2 separate regions of the Mus musculus genome follow, and region 2 is linked to region 1. A link is a contact called in public Hi-C data. All regions are on one chromosome and are shown on one strand. The core of a region is the stretch at or near the end of the contact, and the rest is flanking DNA. Distances in the headings are between cores, read along the strand shown. Region 1 has its middle 70 kb from the start of Gm30397. Region 2 has its middle 73 kb from the start of Gm30397.

Region 1 (5,608 bases), core at 1,986-4,485:
GAATGATCAAAGAGTAAACCAGCATGACCCAAGGAGACAGGGCAGGGTCTCTGATAAAGGGAGACACAGAGATCTAGATGATAACGTACCCAAATGGGAGGACATTTGCTGCTGATAGAGCCCTGTTGAAGGTGGTGTTCCAAACCCCAAACCCCAAACCCCAAACCCCAAACCCCAAACCCCAAACCCCAAACCCCAAACCCCAAACCCCAAAGCAATTCTGAACTCCAAGGCTCCACTTGAAAGGAGTATCTCTAAGATTCCTCTCTTCACTCCACCTTCTAGAAGTCTCTAAATCCCTTTCTCCTATCATACAAGGAAGGGCCTTCTCTGAGACTCTCTACCCAGAAGGAATGCAAATTATCATCAAAGTACATTAACCAGGAAAGGTTAACTACTGGGGAGAAGAGGCTAGTAGATGCTGGAGCCTCTGATAGCTCTCCTGGATACGCACTTGCCGTTTGTTCTTCTGAAGGCTCCTCTGAGAGGTTGCCCTGACGACGGTCCACACATCCTTGTTCATAGTCATCTCCTCCTATAGCCTGCCATCACTATCCTCCAGAGACTCTCCAGGCCACCCGGACCCAAGCCTCTATTTTTTTTTCTCCGTAGCATGGGAAGTTATTTAAGCTTCAACTGTGTGCCGTATGGCCCTTCTGGGATTCTCTTCCCTTGTGTGTAATTCTTCCCTTGTGCATGGTGATATGTCCCTATGTCTCTTTCTGTCTGTTAGTCAGCACAGAGTTAGTCCGTTCCCGGAAATCTTCACAGGGCAATGGACCTGCACTAGAACGGCCCACCTTCCAAGGAGAGCATCTTGTGCGCACCAATGCACAGTGAGGGTTTGACTCTGAAGATCAGGAGAGTGATCTCTTTTCACTACTGCTCTTTTTAGTCTTTGTTTCTTCTCTCCAGTTACTTCAAACTAAGCCCATTATACTTCAGCCACGATCCCAAAGAAGGAACCGATCAAATGAAGAAGGCCCAGGATGAGTCTGAACAGGAACATGAATTCCTGAAATAAAGAAAAAGCACTGGGAAGAGAATCTTGACCAACAAGATACATAGAGAACCAGCCAGATGAATGGGCCCAAGGAATGAATGGAGTAACTAAGGATACAAACAGAAGGATGGAGATGTTAGCTTAGATGAATACCAAATTGGTGGTGGTGATAAGACCAATAGTAAGAAGTTGGTTTTAAAGGTGAAGACACAAAGAACTTGGAGTCTGAGACACCGAGGAATATGCAAGTTATCGCTTCTCGGCCTTTTGGCTAAGATGAAGTGTGAAATATGCAAGTTGTGGTTGTTGGGCTTTAGGCTCTGTCTTAGTTAGGGTTTTACTGCTGTGAACAGACACCATGACCAAGGCAAAGACACCATGACCACTCTTATAAAGAACAGCGTTTAATTGGGGCTGGCTGAGGTACAGTCCATTTTCCTCAAGGCGGGAGCATGGCAGTATCCAGGCAGGCATGGCACAGGAGGAGCTGAAAGATCTACATCTTCATCTGAAGGCTGCTAGTGGAAGACTAGCTTCCAGGCAGCTAAGGTGAGGGTCTTGTAACCCACACCCACAGTGACACACCTACTCCAACATGGCCACACCTAATCTCGCCACTCCCTGGGCTGAGCATATACAAACTATCACAGGCATCATGGGAAGTTCAGGGTTTTCCCAGAAGGATGGTGGTTAAAACAGCGGGGTATGGAAGATTGCGTCCTGGGAGTAAGTGTCACAAAGGAAGTAGCACAAAGATTCAAAATAGAACTAGGAAGTGCAACAATAAGTAAGATAGAAGCAGAAAATTAAACAGGAATAGAGGAAATGAATGGTTAAGAGGTAGAGGAAACACCAGCAGAACACTGGTCAGAGCATATAAAATAGCATGCGTACATACGTTATCTATCTATCTATCTATCTATCTAATATAGAGCATTTATATTTATAAATACATAATAGTATATTAGAAAAGGGTCAAATAATGCCATATAGTCAATGAGTGTAAGCTTTGGATTTACATGTTTCAGGGGCAACAGTAGAAGCCAGTCCATGCTGAGACGTAAGGACCAGATTGACAGGCTGGGCAAAGACCGCATTTGAGAGGCAGTGGGCAAAGGCCACCTGTGCGATGAGACCAGGCCCTCTGGTGTGGCATTGACAAAAGGCTGTTAAGGGCGTTTGAAGCAGTACACAGCTTTTCAGGCCTGGAGATTTCTTTAAAACAAAACATAATAAAAACAAAACCTGTACACCTTCTTTACTGTGAATTTTAATGACCTAAGTACATTTAAGAACTGCATTTTTTCAGCCTTATGAAACCTCCCACTTGGCTAATGAGAGAATACAATTACTGTCTAACCAAAGTAATTGAATGGCTAAGTAAGGTCATTTATAGAATGCACAGAGTCATGAATGCAAATAAGTAATTGCATGTAATGTTTCTCTGCCTTCCCAGCTGAAGTCACTGGTGCCAACACCTGCAGACCAAACTAGTAGATAGGCCACACCTAGTGAGGCGCTGGTGGAGTCATTGACGCTGGGCTAAGGGTTCAATGGTGTATGTTATGTGTGAGCCTTGGGTCTGACATGCCCCCTGACGAAAATCCTCCTTTTTTTTTTTTTGGTGACAGTTCTCTTCCTTGGAGTTTGTCCTTAGTATATTTTGTTATTGCCCTCTTCCTTCCTCCTTCCCTCCCTCCCTTCCTCCCTCCCTCCCTCTGTAGACATTAAGATTCTTGCTGTCCGTGTAGATATGGTACCTCTCACGTGATCTGATAAAAGTTCCATTGACCCTCATGCTGCCTAAGCCAGACCTGAATGAACCCCAAGCTGCCCCTCGCCCTGGTGCCTGAGTTTCAGACCTCAGCAGGGCCAGATTTCCACAGTCTCCCCGCAGCAGCTGCCTCGTCTCTCCACTTGGCTGTGTTCCAAGAGCACAGCCTGCTGGCCCTCATTCATCAAAGTTCATGATGCATAATCACCAATAAAGAGCTACTTTCACTGAAAAACACATTCAGTTTGATTCTGGGCTTTTTTTTGTTGTTGTTGTTCAGAGACAAAATTGAAGTTAAATGGAAGGAGTGATGTTTCCCGTTCAACCTCAAGCCACTGAAGAAGCTTTCTTTGGGGGGAAAAATGTATTTTGCTATTGATGGGAGCCAGCAAGGGAAGGGATCCGAGCAGTTTCCAGCCGAGATAAGGGAAGACCAGGATGCATGATCTGGCTGTGAAGGCCTTGCTTAGGGATTAACAGTCCAGACAGTGCTTCGGTTCCTCACTATGGGGAACGAAACCTCAGCTATTACTGTTGCTTATTTACAGTTTGTCAACAAATACCTGCCTGTTGTTTCCTAAACATGTCTGGATGTTTTCCAAAATGAAGTTGGTATTCTTTCTATCATAGCAAACCACAATATTTCCTGCATGAAGAAAATTATATATGTATTTTTGTTTTAGCAAGTTACTCTTATATTGGAGAGTAGAAGTATTGTGGAGGATACTAAGGGTATCAAGACCTAAAATGCAGTTCTGCTGATATACTGATTTTATACCAAACATCATCTTACCTTCTAGTCTACCCTTCACCCTTAAAAGTATCTAAATTGGATTGCCACTTATCTTGTCCTTGGGAACAGTTTTCATTTTAATACTTAAGTAATATACATTGAATATTGGGCATCATCACTTCCAGTTTAGAAATGTTCTTAACATGTTCAATAAATGAATGGATATTTATAAATGTCTCTTTGCATTAAGTCAGCCTTTACACAAGTGCTGTTACACCTGTGTTGGAAGATGCTGAGAATCTTCCTTCACTTTGATGAAATAGGTGATTTCTCGCCAGAGAAGATCAATAGAATAGAGCTGAACATTTTGTCGATATATTGAGACTCTTTTATTCACAGTCTACAAACAGACAGAGTCACTCTTCAGCAGCCAGGCGTTTAACCACTAAATATAGCTCACAGAATGTGAAGTCACCAAAAAGACATCACAAGCATGGGAAAACTGAGAGCCCCGTGATTTGCTTTCTGCGATAAGACTATTTCAAAGTACTTCGGGGACTGGAATGAGACATCAGACTCCCGGGCGGTCTCTAGAGGCCCTTATTTTGGGAACACTTACAGAAGATAAAAACATGTTTGTACACTAAAGACTCAGAAAAGGGAATACGTGCTCTGCTGGCTGCATCTGTGGTAGCAAAGGAAGCAGGCACTCACTGTGTGTATAAATCAGACCGGGCACTTCATTAGCCTTCCAAATGTCTGACTGAGAGAACCCAGTGAGATCAAGGTGAGGAGAGGCCGGGGAGAAGAAAATGAGCAGCTGCAGGAATTAGTGTTAATCAAGTTGAGGACCGGAGCATTTGGAAGAGCTTGGCATCCACGCGCGCCTTTTCCTGTCTCCTATTTAATCCCTGGAATTTCTCACGTCTTGTGTATTTTAGAATGGGAAGTGCCCAGCTTAGAAATTATTTTAAGTTCCTTTGTGCACAAAGGACGCCTGACTACATTTCTGAAGTCTTTCTTCTCTATACTAACTGATAAGAGCCCACTGTGTCTATTGATGGGAATGGTGGTAAACTCCAGATGGGGCTTGGATTCACCTCTCTGCCTGTCCATCTCTGACTCGAGTTAGCAGTGGAGCCAGTGAGAGATGATGGGATGGGGCTGGTGGCAGCTCCTGCAGCCTCAACTGTCTGCAGAAGAGAAGGATCTGTAGGTTGATGCCCTCTTCCCTTTTGCAACCGTCCCAGGCAGACTGGGTAGGTGGTAGAAGCAAGGCTTATTCTGGGTCTTAGCACGTGGTTCTGAACGAGATTTAAATACCGCACTGATGCACCTGCTGGCCTAATAGACATCCAGTGCGTTCTAGGATCGGAAGGCTTAAAGCCCTCCTTGCTAAATCAAGACAATCAGAAACTCCATTTGAAGTATTTGGGGGAGAGCCGGGGAATGCTAGGATGAACAGGCAGTGTCTATTTTTATGTAAATTCTGTATTCCTATCTTCTTTTTAGACCCCTCTAGGTATAGCCTGCAGAAAATGAGAATATAGCCTGCTCAATTATTACAGCTCTAGGGAGAGTCCCTGCAGGAAGGGAAACATCTCCAACTGGTTCTTGGCTTACATGTATTAGTGATACTTTGTGGCTCCTTAGGACATATATAACTGTAATATAGTCTTACTTCGCCTGTTACAACACCCATATGGGGCTACACTTGTAACTTCTTAGGAGGATCCAGGGGGTCACACTTAGTAACTACATCTTTGAATAGCTGTTGAACATCTCTGTGCCTTAATGTTTAAACCTGTAAACAGGGTGCAGAAGTGTAATCGAGTTCCTTGTGAAACTCTTTTTGTTTGTTTTCTTGGAATTGCAGTGCACTGTTAGACCTGACATGTAGCATGGAAAGTTATCAGCAGTTAAAATGCTGACTCTTCCTAGTCTGTATGTTTTTAATCATCGCAGAGGCAGCTTGAGTTGTCATCTTTCCTCCTTTGGCTTTCTATCTTCTCTCAGGCTGCTTTATAAGACGCTCCATGTGCATTTCTAAGCCTGTGGTTTCTGTTCCCATTGAAGGACCACAGGAACGTGGGCTAAG
Region 2 (5,608 bases), core at 1,442-3,941, 140 kb before region 1:
TAAAGAACCAACATGTATTGTGAAAGACTGGTGAATGTCACCTGAGATTAATAACAACAGCAACAAACAACTTTTTAAGAAACCATGAATGCAAATAATTCCTAATGACCCCATCAAAGGCTCCTATCATTTATCCAAATTATATGCCATGGATCAGCAAGCGCCTTGACAAGGAAAGTTCTTTATATGTGACATAAATCACCACTTGCTACCTTATTTAAAAACTGGATGATGATAACAGCCCTGTGACTCCATAAATCTGAGTTTCTAATATTATGCAGAAGAACATAAAACCTGTTTATGCATTATAATGCAGCAATGATGTATCTGATCGCAATCATTGGCATAACTAAATTACTAACTTGCCTATAGCGTGCATAATGACAAGTTTGCAAAAGGCTCGGAATTTTAACGTTTGATTTCACCCGCAATCCAAATCCCTGAAGCAATTAAAGAGAAAAACCATATGTATCAAAGCAACAAATCTCTTTAACTGAGTAAGATGTGATTTTCAGCGGGGAGAATTTTTAAATGTCCTTTGAGGCCGGGGCAAAACTAAAACCATGTCAATTTGCATATGGGTATATTTTTTAAAGTCCTGGGTGAACTGATTCGCCTTTGCTTCCTTAAAATTGGGAGTCATTAACATCATTGTCAGCAACAAGACGTCACTGCCAACTGCACCGTGTGATTTTTTTCCCACTTTGTTGGCTACTCCTATGAGAGTGAAAATAAGAAGAGTGAGGTATACATCTCCCAGGAGCTGGCAAACTTTCTGTAAAAGTCCATACAGTGAATATTTTAGGCTTTGTAGGCCATTTGTCCTATGTTGAAGCTATCCAACGCTAGCATTGTAGCAGGTGGCATCCTTAGAAAATATGCAAATGAACCAGCATGGCTATGTTCCAATAAAACTTCACTTATAAGGACAGTGGGTTAGACAACCTGAGAGTCAGCTTGCTGACCTGGGCAATTCAAGGCAAATGCTCTTGCCTATTAAAGAAGGTTTCCTGTTTTGTTTTGTTTTGTTTTGTTTTGTTTTGTTTTGTTTTGTTTTGTTTTGTTTTTTGTTTTGTTTCCTCTTCTCTAAGTAATCGAAGCTGGCAGGCCACACTAACTGAGTTCAAGAGAAGGTAGCTAAATTCTGCACTTCATCTGATGTGTGTAGACATAGTTTTGTTATTGTCTTAAAGCAAGTCTTTTGAGAGGGGCAGCCACCTGTCTGAGTTTATTAGAACTAATGAGGGGTAAGGATGGATTGTCCTCTCTGGAACAAAAGAAAGCTTCCAGAAGGAAGTTTGGGCCCTGAAGGAGGCTTTGTGCTTTTTTTTTCTCCCTTGGTTTTATTAGATCGACCACTTCAAAGTTAAAGGGTTACCAGAGTGGAGAGGGGAACAGAGAGAAGGGAGCGGGAAAGATTTGTCACTTAAAAATTAATCATTAACTGTGACATTAAACAAGGATTTTGTATTCTGTTTGCTTACAACAACAACAACAACAATAGCAAGAACTTTACATTCATTGAAACTTTGCACCCAGCAACAGCTGGTTAAGCTGCCTGTGAACTGAGATCTAAGATGTGTTCACTGTCTCTCACACTTGTTTGCAATTAATTTTTGCTATATCGCAGATCATTCAGTTGCATCAAATAGTGTTTGCAGAGACGACTCCGTGGTCTCAAGATCTTTTTAAAAAATATCACATTATTTAATATAACTTCTAAACTCAAATGACTGTTACAAAAAGACAATATGCCAAACCAGGCATTCTAACATTTTGGTATACTCAGGCAGAAGCTGAATCTAAGTGATTTTTTACTGGATTAAAAAAAAAAATCACAGTGGTGCACATTGCAAATTTAATGGGAAGGCATGCGAAGGGTGCATTTTCTTTCATAATCAGTCGTGATTATCCCAAACTGAGCGATTTATATGCAACTCGTTAGCGTAAAGCTGTTGTTTATGGGTTAGCAAAAATATTTCTTCTAAATTTAGACTTGTTTCCAGAGGACATTTCTAGGAATGTTGTCAAACTGTTCCTCTAATGTTGCAGATATAATTGGCAAACGTTCAGGAAACCATCTAACCCTTCTGTCTCCTGGAAGCCTATGAAAAGTCAAATGTTACAGCCTGCTCTAGGGTCCACAGCCATTTTGCTTTGGCTCGAGGGGAAGCCCGCCTTCCGAGGCAGAAGGCAAGCTCCCGTGCTGTATGCCTTTTTTTCCCCAATGAGGCTTGACTTCCTAAGCTCAGCATTTGAAAACTTAAAGATTGACGACGCAGATAAATGATCACTTTTCATCCAGGAGGGGGAAAAAAAGGAATTAGAAAACAAGCCAATGACTGCTGTTTATGAAATGTGCTAATGATCCTTCTGAGGAGTGACAGATGAAGGAGCGACTGTTGGCACTGCCAGGACCCTGTGGCAGCAACAGTGAAGTATAGTGGTTTGGCATCTAGATCCTAAACTACAGTGTTTTTTGGAATGTAAGGGGAAAAAGAAATCCAAATGACTGAGTGACGAACAAGTGAGCATTTTTAACATCCTCACAAGCATGAGTGTTCAAACTGAAGCATGGGACTGGATTTGGCTTTCCAAGAAGTTTTTATTTAGCGAGGAAGTTACAACTGTGTACACGTCCTTTTTCTGCTTTCGAGTGTCTGAGCTCATTGCAGCTCTACTTGATCTGGGAAAATGTCTGCCTCCCTCTGCTCGCTTGTACGGTCTTAGATGTGATGATCCCTAATTCCACAAGCTCACAAATGATCTGCTTCAGCTTTGGAACAAGAAAGAGACAGGGCAGTGGGGTTTTAACGCTAAGAAATTCCTGACAAGGACCCTGCTAATAAAATACAGACTTCACAATACATACGTAAGCCATTCTGTTCACTCTTACAAAGAAAAATGGCTCATAAATATATTATGTATTCTTTAGTGGAAGCGTTGTGTTAATATTTTGAATTAAAGCTACAGATAGCTCTTTGAAGTTCCTCAGAAGCTTTCTGGAAAAAATATATACATGGCGATAATTCCTCGGGGTGGGGGTGGGGGGGAGTTGTCATCCTGATGCTTTTGACTAAATATCTGTTGTTTCTACGGCTGCTGTTTTGAGACAGGGTCTTGTTATATCACCCAGCCTGGCCTTGATTTCCAGGTATGCTTATTCCTTCTTCCCAAGTCTGGGGTTTATAGGTGTGTGCTTGCTTGCCCATGTGCAAGCATCTCTTTCGTCGTGTGTGTGTGTGTGTGTGTGTGTGTGTGTGTGTGTGTGTGTGTGTGTGTGTGTGTGTTTACGCGCGCATGCTCTCTGGGCATACAATGCAATCACTGTTACAGTGGTCAAGCACTTCCTTCATAACCATGCTGTCATACAAGGGTGAGTAGGCGAAGTTTTGACCCTGAAAATCCTTATAAGTCCCACAGAAGGGATTTCTGATGTAATATCAACAAGTTTTTACAGATCCGGCGCAAGCCAACTACAACTGGGGCAGCAGACTCCTTTCATGATGTTACGAATGACTGGGTTTCTGTTGGAGGCTATTAGCTGAGGATTAGAGCTGAGGAGCTGCCAGACAAGATGGCAGAGAGAACACTATGGAGAAAATGTCCCCCGTGTCTTGCTGCTGGGGGTCTAGATATTACTGTCCAGGTGAGGCTGTGTATTCAGGTCTCCCTTACAAGTTTTGAGTGTTTTAAAAAAGCATCCACACAAAGGAATGCTTTGCTACTTGAATTAATTGTTGGGAAAAGGCCAATTATGAGAGATTTAAAAATAAATAAATAAATAAAGCACAAAGGCAAGACCATGATCTTCAGGATGACAAGCTCTGGCAGAATGATCTCTCATGCCGTTCACAGAATGCTAAACTTGCCCCAGAATATTCTCAGGTTGTCAGTACGCAGGCTGTGTTGTGATATGCTTTCTATAATCAGCTTGGGGAATTTTGTGCATAAGTGGATGGATTACTTTTTTTAGTTTTATAAAAAAATAATAACAACAACTCTGTGTTGAATGGTATGGGAAAAGGTACCTATTTGAGTGCAAGCAGAGGGACAATGGGAAAAGGTACCTATTTGAGTGCATGCAGAGGGACAATGGGAAAAGGTACCTATTTGAGTGCATGCAGAGGGACAATGGGAAAAGGCACCTATTTGAGTGCATGCAGAGGGACAAATGTTCAGTTTTCACTGTGGTATCCCTCCCCTAGATCATCAGGAAACAGCTGTGTCACCTCTGAGAATTTGAAGGTAAAACCCTTGTTTTAGTTAGGGTCTTACTGCTGTGAGCAGACACCATGACCAAGACAACTCTTATAAGGACAACATTTAATTGGGGTTGGCTTACAGGTTCAGAGGTTCAGTCTATTAGCACCAAAGTGGGGACATGGCAGCATCCAGGCAGGCATGGTGCAGGAGGAGCTGAGAGTTCTACATCTTCAACTGAAGGCTGCTAGCAGAATACTGACTTCCAGGCAGCTAGGATGAGGGTCTTAAAGCCCACACCCATAGTAAAACTCCAACAACAGGGCCACACCTTCTAATAGTGCCACTCCCTGGCCTGAGCACATACAAACCATCATAACCCTATGGCTGTGGACAACACACCTTATACACAGTACTTGGAGGAGCTGAACTGGAACTGACATCCAGAGAATCAGCTCTCATAGCCATGTTATGTACCACACAAGCTACCGAGGGAGAAAAGCTATTAGGAGTCCTAGGAATCTGTAAGTCTGTGAACCGTAATAACAACTGGGCTGGCATATATACAGAGTGCAATAGTGGTACTTTTTTTTTATCTTGGGGGAAACCAACAGCTGACTGATGAACTTGAAGCTCTCTCAAAAGGAGGGAGTTTGTGCCTGGTACTGTAAACCTACCAAACTACCAAGGCTACAGAGATCATGGACTCTAGAGGATAACCCAGTGCTGCCACTTTATTACAGAAAAATAATTTCTAACTGCATTCTAAACGTTTATCTTTATACCTGTAGATAAATATAGCTCTTGACAGCCCTCATCAAAAGAGTTTCTTTTGTTCCAACACACAGAGACCGTTACAAAAAGTCACAACTGGTTAAAATGCAGGGAGCAACTGGGAGTGGGGTGCCCATGCCCAAATGGTACAGTGGAAACCCTAAACCTAAGGTGCAAGGCACATCACAGAAGTGCCGGCAGAAAGATTATAAGAACCAACATATGAGGTTGCCTTCTGCTAGATAGTGCATTCTAGACACTGACAGGAAAATCTCAACATTACAGTTGCCTTAAAAAAAATCTCCACACGATGACAATGCCGGTTGACTTGTCAGTATGGATGTGTAGCCTCAGAAGCATCTGGTCCTAGATGAGATAGTGAGAATTCCTTCCTTTAAGGCTGAGCTCCCCCCAATAGCTTACCCAAGCCCAAGTGATCAGTCCTAAACACAGGAGTATACAGGCAAAACTAAATGGTGTTTATATATAACATATATACAGACACATGTGGCAATAATATAGAAGATATGAATTTGGGATGAAGTGAAGGTGCATAGGAGGAGCTGGAGGAGCTAATGGATATAATATAAATACAATATTCATGTATCAAATTCTCAAGAATAACTTCCTC

What was found. Hi-C and Micro-C count contacts between places; a contact is called where the count stands out from the background.
Region 2: a contact with region 1 is called in a Hi-C map of cerebellum, with 1.7 times the contacts expected there. The contact joins two enhancer-like sites. A contact is called at or near these places in 2 of 484 Hi-C or Micro-C datasets (cerebellum and nephron progenitors) and 3 of 115 datasets of contacts at active chromatin or transcription factors (cardiomyocytes, intestinal villus epithelium and pancreatic cancer cells).

Annotation. Positions count from the first base shown.
Region 1 is chr8:44,693,573-44,699,180 of GRCm38.p6, reverse strand. No RefSeq gene overlaps it. Among named protein-coding and RNA genes, the nearest start is that of Gm30397, 70 kb to the left of the region's middle. Within about 2 kb of position 3,235, at least 24 of the 459 cell types and tissues checked have an H3K27ac peak or open chromatin away from gene starts, as enhancers often do. A contact at or near this core is called in cerebellum, where this site is marked.
Region 2 is chr8:44,836,479-44,842,086 of GRCm38.p6, reverse strand. No RefSeq gene overlaps it. Among named protein-coding and RNA genes, the nearest start is that of Gm30397, 73 kb to the right of the region's middle. Within about 2 kb of position 2,691, at least 15 of the 459 cell types and tissues checked have an H3K27ac peak or open chromatin away from gene starts, as enhancers often do. A contact at or near this core is called in cerebellum, where this site is marked.